Regions from separate parts of the Mus musculus genome. Here regions 1, 2, 4, 5, 6 and 7 are each linked to region 3. The links are chromatin contacts, called in public HiChIP or PLAC-seq and promoter capture Hi-C maps. All regions are on one chromosome and are shown on one strand. Each heading gives the region's core, a stretch centred on a gene start, on an enhancer-like site or on the middle of the called end of the contact. The rest is flanking DNA. Distances are from core to core; before and after follow the strand shown. Region 1 holds the start of Ildr1 (immunoglobulin-like domain containing receptor 1). Region 2 holds the start of Fbxo40 (F-box protein 40). Region 3 holds the start of Wdr5b (WD repeat domain 5B). Region 4 overlaps Cd86 (CD86 antigen). Region 5 overlaps Ildr1 (immunoglobulin-like domain containing receptor 1). Region 6 holds the start of Golgb1 (golgi autoantigen, golgin subfamily b, macrogolgin 1). Region 7 holds the start of Polq (polymerase (DNA directed), theta).

Evidence for each region. Promoter capture Hi-C pulls out the DNA fragments that hold promoters and counts their contacts. HiChIP or PLAC-seq counts read pairs in DNA pulled down with a chosen protein or histone mark.
Region 1: a contact with region 3 is called in a promoter capture Hi-C map of stem cell-derived epiblast-like cells, with 4 times the contacts expected there. The contact joins the promoter of Ildr1 here to the promoter of Wdr5b in region 3. A contact is called at or near these places in 5 of 39 promoter capture datasets (cranial neural crest, embryonic stem cells, hippocampal neurons and 1 more), 5 of 115 datasets of contacts at active chromatin or transcription factors (bone marrow-derived macrophages, embryonic stem cells, kidney and 1 more) and 1 of 9 other capture datasets (embryonic stem cells).
Region 2: a contact with region 3 is called in a promoter capture Hi-C map of liver, with 3 times the contacts expected there. The contact joins the promoter of Fbxo40 here to the promoter of Wdr5b in region 3. A contact is called at or near these places in 12 of 39 promoter capture datasets (the 3T3-L1 cell line, 3T3-L1-derived adipocytes, the C10 cell line and 6 more), 3 of 484 Hi-C or Micro-C datasets (LSK cells, cortical neurons and megakaryocyte progenitors), 4 of 115 datasets of contacts at active chromatin or transcription factors (bone marrow-derived macrophages, cardiomyocytes and embryonic stem cells) and 3 of 9 other capture datasets (embryonic stem cells, liver and macrophages).
Region 4: a contact with region 3 is called in a promoter capture Hi-C map of hippocampal neurons, with 5 times the contacts expected there. The contact joins the enhancer-like site here to the promoter of Wdr5b in region 3. A contact is called at or near these places in 4 of 39 promoter capture datasets (the 3T3-L1 cell line, the HPC-7 cell line, embryonic stem cells and 1 more) and 3 of 484 Hi-C or Micro-C datasets (cerebellum, cerebral cortex and cortical neurons).
Region 5: an H3K4me3 HiChIP or PLAC-seq map of embryonic stem cells shows a contact between it and region 3, with 4 times the contacts expected there. The contact joins the enhancer-like site here to the promoter of Wdr5b in region 3. A contact is called at or near these places in 5 of 39 promoter capture datasets (the 3T3-L1 cell line, cranial neural crest, embryonic stem cells and 2 more), 1 of 484 Hi-C or Micro-C datasets (embryonic stem cells) and 6 of 115 datasets of contacts at active chromatin or transcription factors (bone marrow-derived dendritic cells, embryonic stem cells and stem cell-derived neural progenitor cells).
Region 6: an H3K4me3 HiChIP or PLAC-seq map of bone marrow-derived macrophages shows a contact between it and region 3, with 5 times the contacts expected there. The contact joins the promoter of Golgb1 here to the promoter of Wdr5b in region 3. A contact is called at or near these places in 20 of 39 promoter capture datasets (the 3T3-L1 cell line, 3T3-L1-derived adipocytes, the C10 cell line and 12 more), 4 of 484 Hi-C or Micro-C datasets (B cells, forebrain, granulocyte-monocyte progenitors and 1 more), 20 of 115 datasets of contacts at active chromatin or transcription factors (the SCID.adh cell line, SST interneurons, bone marrow-derived macrophages and 13 more) and 3 of 9 other capture datasets (adipose tissue, liver and macrophages).
Region 7: a promoter capture Hi-C map of hippocampal neurons shows a contact between it and region 3, with 7 times the contacts expected there. The contact joins the promoter of Polq here to the promoter of Wdr5b in region 3. A contact is called at or near these places in 16 of 39 promoter capture datasets (the 3T3-L1 cell line, 3T3-L1-derived adipocytes, the C10 cell line and 10 more), 8 of 484 Hi-C or Micro-C datasets (CD4 T cells, DN3 thymocytes, LSK cells and 4 more), 8 of 115 datasets of contacts at active chromatin or transcription factors (the 230-238 cell line, DN3 thymocytes, astrocytes and 5 more) and 2 of 9 other capture datasets (liver and macrophages).

Annotation. Positions count from the first base shown.
Region 1 is chr16:36,692,630-36,695,329 of GRCm38.p6, reverse strand. Ildr1 (immunoglobulin-like domain containing receptor 1) reads right to left here and starts at 1,352. Exons shown (of 8, transcript NM_001285788.1): 1 at 1,116-1,352. The coding sequence starts at 1,170.
Region 2 is chr16:36,989,181-36,991,880 of GRCm38.p6, reverse strand. It overlaps Fbxo40 (F-box protein 40), which reads left to right and starts at 1,414. Exons shown (of 4, transcript NM_001358217.1): 1 at 1,414-1,777.
Region 3 is chr16:36,039,879-36,042,578 of GRCm38.p6, reverse strand. It overlaps Wdr5b (WD repeat domain 5B), which reads right to left and starts at 1,389. Exons shown (of 1, transcript NM_027113.2): 1 at 1-1,389. The coding sequence starts at 1,066. The coding sequence ends at 80.
Region 4 is chr16:36,619,618-36,622,317 of GRCm38.p6, reverse strand. It overlaps Cd86 (CD86 antigen), which reads left to right. Exons shown (of 8, transcript NM_019388.3): 3 at 1,279-1,614. Among named protein-coding and RNA genes, the nearest start is that of Cd86, 45 kb to the left of the region's middle. Within about 2 kb of position 1,282, at least 4 of the 459 cell types and tissues checked have an H3K27ac peak or open chromatin away from gene starts, as enhancers often do. A contact at or near this core is called in cortical neurons and hippocampal neurons, where this site is marked.
Region 5 is chr16:36,720,892-36,723,591 of GRCm38.p6, reverse strand. It overlaps Ildr1 (immunoglobulin-like domain containing receptor 1), which reads right to left. Exons shown (of 8, transcript NM_001285788.1): 6 at 1,923-2,054; 7 at 913-1,709. Among named protein-coding and RNA genes, the nearest start is that of Ildr1, 28 kb to the right of the region's middle. Within about 2 kb of position 1,376, at least 20 of the 459 cell types and tissues checked have an H3K27ac peak or open chromatin away from gene starts, as enhancers often do. A contact at or near this core is called in embryonic stem cells, where this site is marked.
Region 6 is chr16:36,883,750-36,886,449 of GRCm38.p6, reverse strand. Golgb1 (golgi autoantigen, golgin subfamily b, macrogolgin 1) reads right to left here and starts at 1,439. Exons shown (of 22, transcript NM_030035.1): 1 at 1,262-1,439; 2 at 222-316. The coding sequence starts at 314. It overlaps 4930565N06Rik (RIKEN cDNA 4930565N06 gene), which reads left to right. Exons shown (of 3, transcript NR_040476.1): 2 at 1-99.
Region 7 is chr16:37,010,442-37,013,143 of GRCm38.p6, reverse strand. Polq (polymerase (DNA directed), theta) reads right to left here and starts at 1,358. Exons shown (of 30, transcript NM_029977.2): 1 at 1,085-1,358; 2 at 1-37. The coding sequence starts at 1,244.

The DNA of each region.
Region 1 (2,700 bases), core at 103-2,602, 650 kb before region 3:
CTTCCTGTCCACTGTGTACGTTCAGCATCTAGTTGTTAGCTTTAGACATCTTATAAAGCCTCCGTCTGGCCAAACAAGTTGAAAGCCAGCCTGCCACAGGAATGCTGCCTTTTCTCGGTTCCCTACCCTTTTGCAACCCTCCCTCCTTTTATTCCCAACATTAAGCTCTGGTAGACTCTAGTTTCCGTGAGATTTGATTACATCTGAGCAACTCTCTAGCTCATAGAAAGGGCATTCTGCCTCCATTTTCATATTACATCTGCCTGGACGAACCATTGAAGCTTCCAATTGGTCGGCGAGCAAACTGATATTCCCAAAGGGGAGCAAGTGGGAAGTGAGTCGGAATAAAACTGGGTGGACCGTCCAAAGGAAATGAAAATTCTTGTTTGCAGAGTCACAGCTACAGGCTAATGTGAACAGAGCCCAGAGAGCCTTCCCTTCTCTCTCCTTTCCTATTCGGCCTCACTCACAGACAAGACCTTTTGCCCTGTTTCCAAGAGGTACCTTAAGACATTCAGATTCTGAGTGAGACCCTTAGTGTGGAGGTAGAAAGAAAGGTGCAGGGCAGCCGGACGGGCTGATAAAGAGGAGGTGGACGCAAAAAGGAGGAAAATATCAAATGACAGGTACTAGCGGATGGCCTGTAAGAGACTCAAATTTATGCCCAACACTCCTTCATACACTACCGACGCAATCTAACTTGTCAGGAAAGAATAAATGTACTCTGGGCCAAAATGGTTGTCGTCGCATCTACACTCTGAAAGCAAGTTTGACACGGGGTAAAGGACAGGGAAAGGGGTATTAAGAAGTTGAAGAATGGTGATTTCGCCTGTATAGATTCGGTTTTAGGCATCAAGCATCTAACAACACCTGTTGGGGCGTAAATCCAAAGGCTGGGGTTTCTTTTTGATTGCATGTTTCCGAAGGCCCTGGGCTAATAAAGGAAGAAAACAACAGGTTCCCACTGGCCGACTCTCGATCCGGCCCCTGCACCTCCCGGTGCCAGGAGCTACCCAAGTGCACCGCCCCGCGGGTGGCCGGCTCTGCAGGGCCAGGCAAATGGCTTCCTGTCTCGTGTGGCCCCGGATGGGACTCCCCCTTTTTTCAGGGCTCACCTGCTGGGAGCCAGGTGAAGAGGAGCAGGCCAGCAGCGAGCAATCCGCAGCCCATGCTGGCCCCCTCGCTGGCTACAGAGGCTCAAGGGCCCCGGAGAGGCGAGTCTTTCTTCATCAGCCGCCGGCCAGGACACGCATCTCCGAGGAGCCCGTAGGTCGAACTATGCGACGGGAGCGTCCCCTCTGGCCCCCACAGGTACGGCCCAGCCCACCGGTACCTGAGGCTCTCTGAGCTCCGCCCCAGCCCAGGGCTGTCTCGGTTTCCTGCTCCGCCCCGGCTTGGGGACCGCAAGCCTCCGCCCTACCTGTCACAGGCTGCCAGGTGACCCATCTCCGCAGGAAACAGAGCCTCTAGCCGTCTCCGTCTGCGCGCGCGGAGGAACTTGTCACTGGCTCCCCTAATTTCTAAGTCACCCTCACCCCTTGCAATTCTTTCCTGGTTCTAGAATTACGTGGCTGCAACTTCTTAGGGAGTAGTATTTCTCGTTGATGCACCTCTCTGTCTCTCTGTCTCTCTCTGTCTCTCTGTCTCTCTCTCCCTCCCCCTCTGTCTCTCTCTCTCTCTCTCTCCCCCTCCCTTTCACACACACACACACACACACACACACACACACACACACACACACACACTGAAAATACACTTCTGTACACTTCTGATGTTTATACCTAATGTCTTCTTGTCTTTCTTTATTCAAACTAAAGATTCTAAAAAGTAGAGCAGGAACCAGAGACCGCAAATTTATTTTTCCACGCTTATAAAATGAACACATGCTCACAGGAAAATAGGGAAAGTGTAATGGAGAAAGAAAGACCCTCTCTCACTGTACATAGATTCGGTTAGTGGTGATGTATTTTTTCCTTAGGTTTTCCACCCATCTTTCCTCGTAGCTCAGCAACCATGCACAGATCTCAGATAGCTCAAGACCAAGGTTTAGACCTTTGACCCAGTGAGGACAACTAGTTCTCTTAGCCACCATACCCAGTCTTTAGTGTTCCTTGGCAGGAAGTGAGTAGGGCCATGGGAATTTATAACTACTAAAAGAAAGGGGAGAAAGGCAAAGTGGCCTTATCAAACCAATCAAGACATTAACTTGGAAAGTCACGCATATTCTGGGCAATGTAAATAGATAGCAAGGCAGTTTACACACTCTTTCCTTATAGGGATTTTCATTGTCTGCTATATTCTCCTGTAAGAAGATTGTTCCTCCTTTCACCTCTCCCACCTCCAGCCTCCCCTGCCCATCACCTGCTTCAAGAATAGCATTATAAAGTGCTATTAAACAGAGCTCAGGAGGCCTCCACCCTGGTCACTGAACAGGATGCAGCTATTATTTCTCAAGAGCACCTACCTCTCTTGTCTTGCTAGGCTTTCAAGGACACTCTCTTCACTGTTGCTGCTAGTGTTCTCTATCCCCTTCCTAGCCAATGAAGCAGGCTTGTCCTAGATCTGTAGAAACACACACACACACACACACACACACACACACACACACACACACACACACACGCTTCTGGGTTAGTCCTCTGGTCCCCTCAATGGGCCTCTTCACTTTAAATATTTTTCCTATAGTCTCTTTACTTCCAG
Region 2 (2,700 bases), core at 165-2,664, 950 kb before region 3:
AGTTTAAACAAACCATCACTTGCTCCTCCACTTAGAAATGAAAATCAATTGAGGACAAGCTGGGGATGGTAATGCAGTTCTTGGCCGCTGAGGGCCAGGGCCTGGGTTCAGACCCCAGCATCACACATGGAGAAACAATCAAGGAAGAAACTCTCATTTGAATAAATAAGAAATAAACCCTTTCCTCTCCAAGTTGCTTTTGGTCATGGTGTTCCATCATGGCAATAGTAACAAAGCTATGCACCAGACCAAATGAGGCTTAGCCAAAAATGGAAGTTTGGTTCAATACAGAAACACCAATCAATGCAATACAAGAGCTACAGAGAGACCATCTGGTAAAAGTCCGCAGCCTTTCATGATGAGAACAGACACTAAACTAGACACTAACTACTAATTCCCTGCCTCCACCTGCCAAAAGCTGCCTGAGAGATTCACAGGGTACTTGTATTCATTCACTAAAAACTCCACAGGTGACTTATCAACTTACCAATGAAGGAGGGGCTGTCCAGGACAAGTCAGGACAGCCCCTGTTGCTGCCCCTGTTCAACACAGTGCAGGACATTCCAGGCCAGGCACAGGGGGAAGGAAGAAAAGAAAAGGCAGCCAGTCTGGAAAGGAAGTGACTGAGACATCATCTACAACCTAAGGAATCTGCAAGAAAACTTTGTTACAAAGACAGTGAAGTGCTGCAACACAAGATGGATACAATGTTATCATTTCTATTGTCTGGCTTTTCACCCAGATGAGCTTGCCCACATAAACAAATGTGCATGAGAGAACGGGGTGGAGGGAATTTCAGAGACGGCTTGCTCATCACAGCAGAACATATAAACTCATCTCTTTACTCTGAAGATCCACCCACATTCAAAAGGGAGCCACACTGAGCAGTTTGATGCACTAGATAATATTCACGTTATTTTTTTTTTCAAAGAAGAGGTTGAAAGAACTATCTTGAAAAGGATCCGACGAAGAATCCCAGACTTTGAGAAGTCTTTCTTCTAGCTCTGAGCCTTGTGGTGATGGATGTAATAGTTCACCTTCCCTGATCCTGTGTCTTTTCACATGTAAAAAGGAACTTGTACTAAATGATAGCCAAGCCTCCTACCACTTCTACTTCTGTTCCTTGGACTTGCTAACTGACTGTTTCTGAATGACAAACTCTCCCTTTCTCTGCCACCTGGGAAAGGCCAGGGCCAGAGGAAAGCAGATGCTAACCTGTCCTGAGAAGAAACGGGAGAAGCAGAAGCATGGAACTGTGTCCCTTGCACAACTTGCTACTTCAGCCAGTGAGGGGCTTGGGTGGAACACAGGGTTATAATTAGAGCAAGAGGCCAGCTGCTTCTCCCCCAGCTCCTGGACACAGCTGGACCTGCCCACGGCACACACAGGACTCAGGCTGTGTTGGCCTTGCTCTGACCCTTCTTGCAAAGGCTTTCCTCCCTCCTCTGTGAAACAAAGTCCGGGGTTGCTCTAAGCGCTACTTTCCCATGGGCTCTCCTCTGCCCCTCCAGCACTTAGACATTGAGTGTTGATAACCTACAGAGACGAAAGAGGTCGTAAGCTGAGCCCGGTCACATTGCCCTGTGATATAGTTTTATTTTTAACTTTGAAACGCTTGAACTATGTCAGTTGGCGTTTTCTCCCTTTCGCTTGCCTTTCCAACAGAACTTGGGTGCTCTGCTGCAGCGGAAGCACCGGCACCCACCTCCTCCAGACCTGCTTGATCAACGGCAAAGGGCTGGTAGCTGCGGATGCTGAGCCAGCTTGTACCGTTTAGGTAAGATTTTTTCAAACACCGGCAGGTGTGACCCAGGTTATTTAGATGATAAATGGGTGGACCGGACCGAGGCTTACTGTGCATTTCCTTTGTACCGTGGAAGGTAGGTTATTAAACTTTGTTACATGTGGGTGATGGGGGAAAGGTTGGTAATGGAAAGCCCTGGCCATGTGTAAGGTGTTTTGGATTTTAAATCCTACAGCAGTTTGCAATGTCAGCAGCCTTCTGCCGGTTTAGGTTTTCTACTACAGTCAACCAGAGCGATTCAGTGCTACCTTAGTCACACAGTGGTGACAGGGGAGGGCAGTGTGTGGTAAGGGAAAAAGTAGACACCCAGGGTTAGTCCAAACGCTGCAATGCTGTTCTCCAACCACCTCTGTGGCTTTAATTGCAAGTCATGGTCACAAGGCTTAAATTCCATCTACTGAGCCACATCGCGGTCTAATGTACCACAGCGGTACTTCAACAGCACTGGCTGCTCAAACTCTGCCTGCAACCTGAAACTCAGTTTTGCCTAACAAAACTGCTTCAGGGCAATTCCTTCCCGCCCATTTCTCTTGGGGGTGTGTGGGGGGGGGGCGGGGGGAAGCAGCCATGAAAGTGAAAACTGAAAATCATACACAGACTTAGGCACCCGAACTCAAAACTGTGACCAGCTTGAGGCGAGTACACCCAGAGCAGCAGAAGTGAAGTGATGAAAGATATTCATGGTTTTAAAAGCTTAAGAGGCAGATGGACTACTCCTAGCTCCTGGAATATCTGCATCTCAGCCTTCCTAATGCTGTGACCCTTTAACACAGTTCCTCATGTTGTGGTGACCCCCCCCCCCCATAAAATTATTTCATTGCTACTTTGTAACTGTAATTTTGCTACTGTTGTGAACCATAATGTAAATACCTGATATGCAGAATATCCTTTATGTG
Region 3 (2,700 bases), core at 140-2,639:
TAAGCTTTGCCAGAATCCAGAGAGACCATCCTTTGGATTTTGTGTCTAACTTGGCTTTCCTCATCGCCTGCCAGAGACTTCAGCAGTCACTCGACCACACTTTAATTGTCTTGTCATTTTCTAGTGCTGCTGATGCGATGATGTTTTTTGTAGGGTGACAGGCTGCTGAGATCACCACATCTGTGTGACCTTGCAACCTCTGTACAATCTCTTTAGTCTGAAGATTCCAGATGTAAACCATGTTGTCCTCTGAACCAGACACAACCCACTTTCTACCAGTAACCGAGAAACTGGCAAATAGGCAGTATTTCTCATTCTTATGACCAGTGTATGTCTTCAGGCATCTGCCCCTGCTGTAATCCCACAGTTTAAGAGTATTGTCCAAAGTTGCAGTGAGAATGTATTTACCATTTGGAGAAAATTTTACAAAAGACACTGGAGGGTTGCCTTCATCAGCAAGTGTCCTTAAACACTGGCCTGACGCAGCATCCCAAATTCTACAAAGCCCATCATAGCTCCCGGACACTATCAAGGACCCATTACAATTAAAATTTACGGCAGAAATGGGGTCCGAATGTGCAGACAAAGTCTTGAGGCATTTTCCTGTTTTTACTTCCCATATTTTCACACTCTCATCAAAAGAGCCCGAAACGATGAGGTTGGATGGTGGGTTGAAGTCACAACAGAAGACGAAATCGCTGTGCCCCTTCAGTGTTTTCAGACATTTTCCAGATCTCATATCCCATACCTTTAGAGTCTTATCATCTGAGGCTGAAACTAGACGACTAGAATCTGAAGACCAGGCAACATCTGATATTTCCAGACTGTGACCATAGAGTGTTTTCTTACAATTCCCATCGTATGCTCCCCAAATTATAATTAGTGCATCAGCTGCAGAACTCGCTAGCCATTCGCCATTAGGACTAAATTTAACTGATGATATGGCCGCCGAGTGCCCCGCAAGAGTAAGTCTGAGAGCATAGTTGGGTTTCTGCGGCTCTTCCTCGCGCCGGGGGGCAGAGAGAAGTGACTGTGCTCTCTCTGCTGGCAGATGCTCGGTCGCCATAGATCCGGCTCTATAATTTGCGCGGGCTTCCCGCCCTGAAACTTACAGAAGTTAAAACTTGCGGTTGGAAGGCGGATGGTTTTGATTGTAACATGGGCTCCTCTATAAGGTCCGTTCCCAGTCAGCAACGAAGTTTGAACCACTCCCCGTCTTGCTTTCTTCTATAGCATCACGGATCACAGTGATCCTGGGATCCGTACTCGTGTCAGATGCTGTCAAAGGACTAGGCCGATCCGCGGGGGTTCGGGGCTGCACCTTTCCTCTTCCACGCCCTCCGCAGCTCCAAAATGTCTGGGAACCTCAAGCAACAGATGACGTCACACAAAACAGGATTTATGAGAGGCTCAAGTAGAGCCCAGGACGACGCTAGGTACGCATCCTGCCAGGCTGCGCACGCGCCGAAGGAGACATGCATTTTCTTCCGGTTCTCCAGGACAGGAAGTTGACACTGAACCCGGTTTTTTTCCCTGAGAGAGCTGGGTGCAGGAAAGGGCGCAGCAGGCACTTCATGAAGGCTGTGCATATTGAGGGTACCTCTGTCCACACCCACCCCGACTGAGTTTAGCTGCCAAGATTATAATAATAATAGCTGCCTGTGTGTGTACTTTGCGAATGCAATACCTACCCTCAGGGTCAGGAGTCCCATCATCCTGGAAATGGAGTTACAGATGGTTGTGAGCTGCCTGTAGGTGCTGGAAGGTCCTCTGGAGAACTGCCAATGATCTTAACCACTGAACTACATCTGAAGCCTGGACTACGGTGACTTCTGATATAGAGATTATATCATCAATTCAAAAACTTTCCATTTTTATTAACTCACCTAAAGCACATTGAATAACAAATTTTAGGCTTTATTTCAAGTAAATATATATTTTTCTAATGACTAGAAAACCAAAAGGATATAATGGGTACAACCTAGGAGCTAAACCAGGATGGTGATGGACCTTTAGTTCACTACACACACAAGCACGAGGGACAAAAGATGCGCAGACTTGGTACGTTGGTAGGATTAAGACATGACTTGAACTTTGAAGGGTAAAACGCACTTTTTGATGTGTAGGATACCTTGTGTATAAATAGCATTGGGGACTCCCAAAAAGAAAAGGCTGTAAGTAAAACTGTTTGTCGTTACTCATGGTCTAATATTAACAAACTGTCCTAACAAATTACTAGGATCTGCTTAGCTCTCAGGAAGGAGATTTGGTGACAGTGTTCACCAGGAAATAGTAATCCTAAATGGCAGCAAGCAGAGCAGGATCCTGAGCTCCTAAGCAGTAGCATGTCTTCCTTTAAAAAAAAAAAAAAAAAAGATTTATTTATAATATGTAAGTACACTGTAGCTGTCTTCAGACACTACAGAAGAGGGCATCAGATCTTCTTACAGATGGTTGTGAGCCACCATATGGTTGCTGGGATTTGAACTCCGGGTGCTCTCAACCACTGAGCCATCTCACCAGCCCGCATTTCTTCCTTTTACAACAAGCTACCCTTCGCGTAAGGGGACCTCTAGGTTTTGCTTTGTTCACTGAAAAAAAAAAAAATCAAAAATCTGTTTCTCCTTTAAAAAACCATTTAAAAAAAAAAAAAGAAACATGTGCCAGACTTATATGGTCTTCGAAGATTACTCCTATCTG
Region 4 (2,700 bases), core at 33-2,532, 580 kb before region 3:
ATGGGGTGTTCTGCTTTGCCAAGTCCATGCCATCGTACCTGCCTATACTATTTCCTGTTTAAAGGGAGGCTAATTGGTCAGGTCAGTTTAACTTCTGACTCACCACCACTGTGAGTGGGACTCCTCATCTCCCTCACCCATCACTGGCCCTCCCTTCCCTCCCTTCCTGAAGTCCCGAAGGACGAGCTGTTTTTATGAAGACTCTCCTCCATTCTTCTCCCCATTGCAGCCTCCAGCTTCATATGAGCCTTTAAAAGGCACACCCACCTCACCTTTCACCTTTCACCTTTCACCTCTCGCCTCTCATCTCCCTCTATTTATTTTCTTTGCTGAGTCTCCAGCAATTCTGTGGCCTAGAAAAAGTCCCATAAGCTGGCTTATGCCAGTGCGTCCTCTCTCTGAACTTTTCCATCATTGCTCCCTTTGGGTTCTAAAAGTTTCCAGGGCACTGCAGCCCAGGAGTAGCCATTGGTTTCTTCAGGGTTTCTGCAGTATGACAAGGCTCATCCTCACCTTCCCACATACAGTTCTCTCCCAGCAGCTTGCTCATCTTCCTTAAATATCCTGACCTCTATCATCTCCCAAGAGCCATTACATTTGCCCAGCTTCCTTTCTGGTCCCTGAAAGATTCTAGAGAGGTCACTGAGAATAGAGACATTGCTTGACACTTGAGTCACTTCAAACCCCCTTTTTCTCTGGCTCTGGGAGTGGAGGCTGTGGGGGCAGGAACTAGTTGAATGTCAAAGAAGTGACTCAGTAGGGCTCCCAAATAATGGAGACTAATAAAAGGTGGTAGCAAGTGAGGAACCATCCATCATCAACAATCTTTAAAAAAACAAAAAACAAAAAACAAAAAAACCCAAAAAAACCAAAAACATAGCAGACCAAAGTATAAAGGGATTGCATGGGGCAGGCAGGGTTTAGGCAGATGGCATAGCAGTTGTGGAGGCCTGTAGCAATTATGATGATGGTAGTCAATGCTCTGGTTTTGAAATTCGCAGAAGCACAGAGAGAATCCTAGAACATTACTACAGACCACTTCCTTAATCTGGTGAGAAAACAGATTCACAAAGTTTGCAGCCTGCACATGTGAACCAAGTGGAGCAAAACGAAAGCCTGAGCTTCAGACGTCCAGCATGGATGCCTGGTTCCAGATCCTAGCACCCACCTCTCCAGTACTATCACTGCCTGACAAGCTGGAAGCTGGGTGCTGTTTCAGAGCAAGGGATCTTCCTCTTCTTGTCTCCTCTTTCCTAATTCTCAGTTTTTCTATTTTAGATGCTGTTTCCGTGGAGACGCAAGCTTATTTCAATGGGACTGCATATCTGCCGTGCCCATTTACAAAGGCTCAAAACATAAGCCTGAGTGAGCTGGTAGTATTTTGGCAGGACCAGCAAAAGTTGGTTCTGTACGAGCACTATTTGGGCACAGAGAAACTTGATAGTGTGAATGCCAAGTACCTGGGCCGCACGAGCTTTGACAGGAACAACTGGACTCTACGACTTCACAATGTTCAGATCAAGGACATGGGCTCGTATGATTGTTTTATACAAAAAAAGCCACCCACAGGATCAATTATCCTCCAACAGACATTAACAGAACTGTCAGTGATCGGTATGTGGTCAGTGCTGTGTTTAGATTGTCGGCTGCTCAGATGAGACCATGACTGAGCAAAGAAACATTGAGGGTGGATATTTGAACAGACTGGAAATGAAGGCAGAAGAGAGTCACTTCTAGAAAGTCCATTTGGAGGGAATGTGGGGTCTGAGAGTGGGGAGCTGAAAGCCCTTTGTACTTTGACAGCTTGTTTCTTGGAGATCAGTGAGAATTTTTTGAGATAAGATAGGGCTAGGTGAACAAAGCAACACAGACAGATTATAACAATGGACAATGTAGCCACTCCTTCTATTTTCTCCTTTTAGTCTAAGATTTTTTTCCACCCGTAGTAATCTGGGTCTCTTGCTTTATCTCTTAGGGTTCTGTCATTCTGAGAATAGCGTATAAATGGAGCTGAACTTTAATCTTTAAGATGAACTTCTTTTATTCAGCAAAATGCCTTTTGTGTTTCATATAAGTTGAGTGTATCAAAAATTTGGAAGTTTTATTTTTTTTAATTGATGAATTCCATTATACTGTCAATCACTGAAAGATACTGGGTTGTTTCCAGTTTGAAGCTGTGACAAACTGAGCTGCTATGCAAGTGTCAGCCTCTGTGTGGATGTATTTGTATTTCTCTAGTGTAGATTCATTCTGAGGCATAATGTTGCTGGACTCGAATGAATTCTTCACGAACTTGGAAAAGGCAGACTGACACCTTTTGAGAAATAATCCTCCTAGAATGAACCATTTCTAAATCCACAGGATAAACCACAGGATAAAACAGGCAAACCCAGACACAGCATGGAGGGTTGCTCTCCTTGAGCGTGACTTGATTCAGTCGTGGCTACAGGGCTTCCATTTAACAAGGTGCTAAGTTTGGGTTCTCAGGGTGTGGCAGGCCCCTTTGGAGAAACAGTGTGTTTTAGGAGGGGGCACAGACCAGCCTTTAAAACAGGTTGTCTATTCATTATAATGTGTATCAGTACTACAACTTAACTCATGACTGCAAAAGAGATTGTTGATGAAGCTGAATGGACTCTAGCAATTCTTACCAAACATCAGCAGAATGTTCAGGGAGCACAATGAGATTGCAAAAACTCA
Region 5 (2,700 bases), core at 127-2,626, 680 kb before region 3:
TTCTATTGCTCTGTGCTTTGCCCTTGTTCTTCAACCTTTCTGAGCCTTGTGAGGACCAAATGAATCAGGACTGGCTCAGTGTCTAGAGCGTGTCTTGTACCCTTCCCTTAGATTCTAAGGCTTAGAAGGGCTGCATACTTTAACTGGAGGGAAATAAAGAAAAGGGAAAAAAAGTAACTTAGAGGAAAGTGGGGCTCAGATGTTGAGCCAAAAACTTGAAAATCATATATTTTTTTCTGCTAAAAAGAAGAGGCATACTTAGTCACTACATGAGAAAGGGGGGGAGAGAGGGGCAGGGGTACTGTAGACATGTATCCTCCAGTGTTTCCCCTTTAGAGTGCTAAATAATGACTGGCATCTTCAAGGTTCACAGCACTCTAAAGTTTTACTCATTAAGTGGGATGCCCAGGTCTGTTTTCATTAGTCTGATGAGCCTTCCCCGGCACACCAGGAAGCCCTCATCCTCTCACACAGCACAGTTGCTGCTCACTTAAACATTCACAACTCCTCTTGCCTGTTTCTAACTGGGCCTGTGAGAAAAAAGGTTGCCAAGTCAACATCCAGTCCTGCAGCTGAGACCGGAGGACCAGCTCCCCACCACGGGGTTGGGGGTGGGGTGCTTAGTCATTCTGAGCCTTAGTTCTTTACTGTCCTTACCAGCAGAGCCCTCCTGACCTGCCTCCAAGGGCAGAGAACATGGCTAAAGTCACACACGCTGGGGCAGAGAAGATCCAGTGCAAGCTCTGGGCCTCTTCTGTACCCTGCACTGACTAGGCCCTTTCATTCTAAGAAAAAGTAGTACCTCAGCCTGCCGGGACAGTTATGCAGGACTAGGAAAACCCTGCTGGGCCTGTGTCAGCTGAGGAGCCTCTCTGATCCTGCCCGACCCTCCACAGGATGCCCCAGGCTCACCAAGCGCCTCTCCACATTCCCTTTTTTCCTGTTGTTCTTGCCTGGAGTCACATCCAGTGAGCGGTAGCTGGGCGGCTTCTCCTCAGGCCAGTTTGGAGACTGTGAGCGGCGGCGGCGGTGATGGTGACGTCGCTGGGCACCCCAGTTCCTGGGCAGCGACTCTTTCTCCTCTTCAGAGCTCCAAGAGCTGGGGCCCGAGGGTAGAGGAGGCGAGTAGCTGCGATGCCTGCGTCTCTCACGTCTCTGGGCGCCTTCCCTGGGCTCTGGTCGTCTGGGGGGCCAAGGAGCCTCACTGGATGAGGGACATTCGCTCAGGCTGTCCCAGTCTGACCAAGGCATGGATGACTCGCTGGGCCTAGAGCGGTGGTGTCTCCCACTCCAATGGGGGTCCAGCTCCCCTCTCCCCGGGGCCCAGGGTCTCATCCCCTGGTCCTGGAGCTCTCGGAGGAAATCGGAGTGATGGCGCTGCCTCGGGCGCTCACTCAGATCGCAGTGTCTGGAAGAAACAGCATTGAGCCGCTGCTGGTGTGAGGGGTTGCTGGTCCTGGAGGACGGTGGGTCTCTGATTAGTGGGGGCAGGTGGATGACTCTGCGTTCCACAACCTCTGCGGAGCCCAGGGAGGAGAGCATGCTGCAAGGGTGGCCAGATTTGGCTCTGAGATCCGCAGGCAGAGGTTGGGCTGGGTTGAGGTTCCGCAATTCTTTCTCCAAATATTCCAGGACACCATTAGCCACCGGAGGGTGAGCAGCCATCTGGGTCATTGGCATCTGTGGAAGGCTGGACTGTAAGGACAGATCTGAATGGAAACAAGGATGGAGCACACTGAACTGCTGGTCCCAAATACCCTCCTAGGAACCAGGGCATCAAAATGTCACGTTAGTAAGCAGGATTGCACTCCCTCCCACCCTCCATCGAAAGACACCCGGTTAGTGCGCATGCTTCTTGGCAGACGGCACCTCTGCCCTCACCCTCTGCCCTCCCCGTCCCATGACTTTCTGGCAAAGTTTACCTCGCTGCAGCAGCGGGTTCATTGCATAAGATGAAACTTGGGAGCTCCTGTCCGCCCCCCAGTACAGGGGTTTTTCCATCATCTGAGGACCTAGGGCCTGAACCTGCTTCATGTAGCGGTGGCGGGCCAGGGCTGCAAGGGAAGAAGGAGAAACGCAGACCCTTAGCCAGCCGGAGTCCCACACCTCCTACTTGGTCTGTGCTTCCAGCTTCTCGCCTTGGAGCCCGTTCTTACCTATCTTGCAGGGAAACAAGAGTTTAGGGGCTGTATCTTTAGCAAGGAGCTGTGTTTCCTTGTTATAGACCCCATCTCTCACACCCCAGGAAAGTTTACTTTAAAACTTTAAAACAACAACAACATTCTAGCCTCAAAACATGTCCTCATGTTACTAGCTCTCCACATCACCCAAAGGGCATAGGCTGTCAATCAAACTTCAGGTCACACAGAAATACCCCACATAGTAAGGCTTAGAGGAGGCTATGAACCAGCCTGGCAGCTCTTGAGCCTGCAGGGCAAACTCAGGGCCATCTGTTCTGAGGGGATGAACACAACTGTGGTGTATCCCTTAAGCATGTTTCTAACTGGAATACCAGCCCCGGGTGGGGGAAAAACAAAACAAAACAAAACAAAACAAAAAAACAAAAAAACAAACCAACCAACCAACCAAACAAACAAAAAAACCTCATGGGACGAGGGCCAGAGACACACAAAGCTGAAGTGAGTTAAAGCGGATCCTTTCTATTCTTCTCCTTAACTAGCTGCTGGGGTTCCCCCCAGT
Region 6 (2,700 bases), core at 190-2,689, 840 kb before region 3:
AGAGCTTCCTAGGCTCATCTAGCCGTGGTCATCCCCACAGCTCTCTGGCTGACAAGCTTCAGCAGAGGATCACTGATAGAGTTACGATTCTTTTTGTTGGTAAGTGTCATCACCTCTGCTTAGCACAAGGGAGGCCCTCACACCCCTCTGGCTTAAGCCATTCTCCTCAGAAGAGCACAGAATGTGAGTCCTATCAGGTTGGATGCACCAGAGCTACTTACAGCGTCTGAGGAAGCCATCAAATTCCAGTCAGTGTAATCTCCTGATAATTCATGCAAAACATTATTTGCTAACCCCGATAATCGGCTCAGCATCTCTGCTGGTGAAACAGAAGAGAAAACGCAAGGATCAGTAGAGGCGGACACAGGCTGCTGGAGCACGAGCAGAGCAGGCAGGTGCTGCTAGACGCTGGTACCTGTGTCATCTATGTGAAACAAGGCAACGGTGACCGTGGGACACACTGACAGCAGTGTGCACGGTGCAGACGCACCCTGTCCTGTGTAGGTACCATATATAAGCCCTGTCACTTGGGTCACTGTGAGGAATAAGATGCAAGAAGATAATTCTTAACTACAGGGACATAATGGGCAAGTATGTCTTAAAGGCTGTCTTTAATGCCCTGCCTTTCATCATAGTTAAGCAAAAATCTTAGGTTTTCCTTTGTCCAGACTTATCCTTTTCTGATTTTTCAACTAAATGCCAAGATTCAGGGAAATTTCCCTTCCATGTGTCCTTTCATGTGGATTTCCTGGCAAACCATGTGATTTCAGTGAAGTTGCTGCTCAGAATAGACTAAAGTTTTATGTTAGTGAGTGGCTGAAAGCAGTGCCCCATGCTTGTTCTGCAAGGAATTAGAAAAAGGAAACAAAAAGCAACAAAAGCAGAAAAAAAGGAAAGAAGCCTTAGAGCAGGAGGATTGAACAATTCCAAGTTTCCATCACTTCCAGAAGACAGGAGGTGGCACTTTGCATCTCATTTCACAAGCTTAGCAATACAGTAAAGTGAAAAAAGATGACATTACGGACAAGACAAGTTACTATAGGCCAACAGTCCACGTGATCATAACAAAGCATGAGCCCATCAAACACAGCGATATATAAAAGGCCCCTGCTTGAAGAAATGGCAGGCTACGCAGAGAAGATGCAAGGCAAGACAGTGACAAGAAGGAAGACCTCGGAAAATATGGGTCACATGACAAGGAGCCAACCTAAAGGTGCTCTCCCTCCCTTGCTCTCCCTGGGCAAGGCTAAAGATGACTCACAGTGGGGTCTTCAGAGTTGGTCAGAGGTTAAGAACGCCAGTCGCTCTTCCAGAGGGCCCAGAATTCACTTCTCAGAAACCATGTGGATGCTCACAACTGTCTGTAGCTCCAGGCCTAGGGGATCTGATGCCCTCTTCTGACCTCTTCGGGCACTGCATGCACTTGGTGTACAAACATGCTTGCAGGCAAAACATGCACACACATAAAATAAAATGGACAAATGGTGGTTAAACAATTAAATTTTAAAATTCAAAAAATAAGTTAATCAAAACCTCAGAGAGAAATGTAATTCAAATAAAAATGTATCTATTAGTTGACACTGACAAATACATATATTAAAATAAAAAAAAAAACGAATTGCCTTACACATTAATTCCAAAATATTAACATAACAATATCCCCTTTAGGAAGTAGATCTTATTTCCACCCTCCCCTGGCTGCATGCCCCTGTCAAGTATCACAACATAACAGCACTCTGATGTGATTACCTTATTTCTATAGGGTTCTTCCTGCAAATCCATAACCCAAGGTTATGAAAAACCTAAAACAGGACATTCTAAAAACACCTTTCCTATGTTCTTCAAAGTAAAGCACATAGAAAACCAAAGGCTAGGGCAAGTGAGGCCATGCTGACTAAATCCAAACTAGGATGTCAGACTGAATTCGAAACGGGAAAGGATGTCAGTGAGAAGAATGGTGAAATGTAAGTGAGCTGTCCCTGTAGCTAGTTAATGGCCCTGCACTAACACTTAGGGTTTCGAAAACCATGTAACTGCTCAGATAAAGAGACATTATAAAAACAACATACAACGATATCTCTGTATTAATCTTTATAAATTCTAAAATTTTTACTTTATGTGTATGGGCGCTTTGCTTGTGTGTAATGTCTAGTCTATGCATCTAGGTATGTGCATGCAGTGCCCACCAGGGCCAGTCTTTGGATCCCCTGGAGTTACAGGCAGTTGTGAGCTACCACAGGGGAACTGGGAACTGAACCCAGGTTCTCTCAAAGAGCAGCCAGTGCTTTTAATTACTGGTCCATTTCTCTAGCCCCTAATCTTTTTAAGTTATAAGTAAATCTGAAGTTGTACTAAAATTAATTTGCTTTTATAACTATTATGTTACACAGTGAGAGAAATGGCATTTACCAGTCCATATAATCTATAAAATAATATTATGCAGTGACAGAAAAAAATACTGACATGGAACTGATGTGTATATAACACTACAAACTACAGTGAATTTTATGTTCTTTAAGTGATATCTGGACCTTAAAAAACTCCCAAAAGGGAGAAATATGAAAAGTAATTTGCATCTTCCTGCTCAGGGTAATCATGGTTAGGGTGCCCATGGTCTTCAGCAAGGATGCTGTTTCTCGAGTGTAGCTTACACATTCACAGATGTGTGAGATGGGAGAAGCAACAGAGAAGGGTAGCACA
Region 7 (2,702 bases), core at 109-2,608, 970 kb before region 3:
TCTATCTGGTCATCAGAAACTCTTCGCTTGTTTGTTCCTTTCAGAAAAACAAAAACAATTTAATTACCTCCAACATACAAGTTTAGTAGTTAAACCTGTTTGAATTCCTACCAAACTTAAAACACATCTTCACTTCTAGAGACCTATTAAGAAACTGATCCTATACAGAAAAATGCTAGCAATTTTTTATTTACTAGATGAAAATTTGAAAACTCTTAAGAGCCACAAACAAAAGTGTGCTATAGCTGGGCGGTGGTGGCACAAGCCTTTAATCCTAGCACTTGGGAGGCAGAGGCAGATGGATTTCTGAGTTCAAGGCCAGCCTGGTCTACAAAGTTGAGTTCCAGGACAGCCAGGCTATACTGAGAAACCCTGTCTCGAAAAAACCAAAAAGTGTGCTATACACACTGAATAAAAAGTTTGTACAGATGTGGAGGTAGAAGGGTGATTAAGCATTACAAAGCTGTTAGATGAGTTTCTCTTTACGATTTAGTACTGAGGTATCTGCATAACCAAGGGCAAAGAATTATGAAATGCACTGGTGTAGGCCTATAATCCCAACATTTACGGATAAACACCCTTGGTCCGAGATCGAGACAGCACCCAGCCTGACCTAGAGCAAGCCCTTATCTCAAAAAAGCAAACAAGAACTGGGTTAAGGTTCTAAGACAACATGTGCCTTCCAGCTTTGCTCTTTGCAGTCCAAAGAGCCTGCATCCTACACCACACCCAGAAATTTGGTACTTATATATATGAAGTTGTACCACTGGACATTTATCCTAAGCAAACCCTCGACATGGTGACAGGATCTGGCCAACTTGGAAGTTGTTTCTGGGAAGGTGTAAAGACCCAAAAACCAAAGAACGCCCATATCTACTGGGGCAGTGGTGGACTAAAACACCATCAGCTGTGCATGCTGGCCAAGAGGGAAGCCATCCCCAGGGTTGAGTCCCAGGCCGGGTACTGGATAGCAGCCCTGCCTCCAGCTATCCAGCTCCGGTGCGGGAGTGCATGGCCCTGATACTCTCGCAGCCCATCTCAACCCCTGCTGCCCTCGGCCGCGTCGGCCCCGCGGGTCGAGTACCTGTCCCTGTGAGCCTCCGGCCGCGTCCCAGCCCCGGAGGTGGACTCAGCACCGGTCCACACCGGAGCTGAGGGCTAACAAAGCTATCACCATCTCCCGAGAACGTGTCGGAGCCGGACGATGAACGCCGCCGTTTCCTACTCCGGCGCGGAAGACTCATTGCAAACAAGCTCCTCTCGACTGTTCAGGACACGACACAGTCCCATAGGCCTCCCGCGCGGGAGAACCCCAACCTAGTGACAGCTACCGCCTCCATCTTCCCGCCTCCATCTTCAAATGCAGGCCTCCCAGCACGCCCCGGAACCACAGAGTTCTCCTGGCTAGAATAACCCGACTACCATAGAGTGGTGAGGGACGGAACAGCCCGCGCTGATATCTGGCTTCCGGCCTCCGCTGGCGGCTGGGGATAGAAAAGGGGATAGAGTGCTGGAGACATTAAAAGGAACGGAGCATCTGACTGCATTCGTAGATTGTTCTAAAAACATTCCTCCTGTTTTTACTTATTTCTGGTTTGAATCGGAAGCTAATGAGTTGCCCTTATGTGAATAGATTAGGAAAGTATCTCTTCTTTACTATTGTATTGTGTTTGTTTCTTTTTTGTTTCTTCAGATTGTGTAAAAAAAAAAAAAAAAGTAGGGTTTTTTGGTAGAGCGTAATTTGTGCGGTTTTCCTCTTGTCAAATACGTGAATTAAAATAACAGATGGGGGTGGAGTAGAGGACACGCCCGGGTTAAACATTCCAGGCTGTAGACTGGTTCAGTGTCAATTATTTTGGGTTATCTCGGCCCCTTAAATAGCCACTTGTTTGGTCACACAACTCTGTCATGTTCTTGTGACTATTAAGTAAGTCGTTTGGGAATGTACGAATTTGGGAATGTAGCTTCCACCAACCCAAAAGCTAAGCATGTTATATGCATCTGAGCCTTACAGCAGAAGTTTCTCTTGATTTGCTGGATCTAACCTACCTGAAGTTTCCATTAACATCAATGTATCTTTAAACGTCTTCAGTTATAGCTCTCTTTGCTCGGAAATATAAAAACTCTGTAAAACTGCTACCACAAAACAGTATATAGAACAATTTAAATTTGTCCCTGGGGCCATAGTAACTCATATTTGTTCCAGAATAAATTTTCTTATTCCCTCTGAGTTGAGAACTGCACTTCTGTGTTGGCAGTTGATAGGGAAGGGATTATTTCTGCGGTTATATCCTGAGGATTGTATGATCAGAACTGGAGATTCTGGATAGATCCCTTTGGTGTTGAAAGAGGAGGCTCTGAAAGCACATGAGGGGTCATTCTGAACAAGGAAGTTAGTTATAGATGTGCTTTGACCAACTTCTGGACGTAAATCGGTGCCTGGTACTTGCCTAGTTCCACAGTTCATCTCACCAAGCCAACAAGTGGGTGACAAGCCTATCCTGAAGAAATTATGGCCATTGGTTTGGGGGAAGGATGTGGGGAGTGAATTTAGGAAGTGGTTAAACAATATTCTAAAATCCCACCAGAGGGAGGCATTACTCCATGAAAGAAACGCTTCCTTCCTTTATGCATTTATTCACTAGGAAATTATTGGGCATCAACAGTACACTAGTCTCAGTGTCAGTGATGCAGGGTGGAAC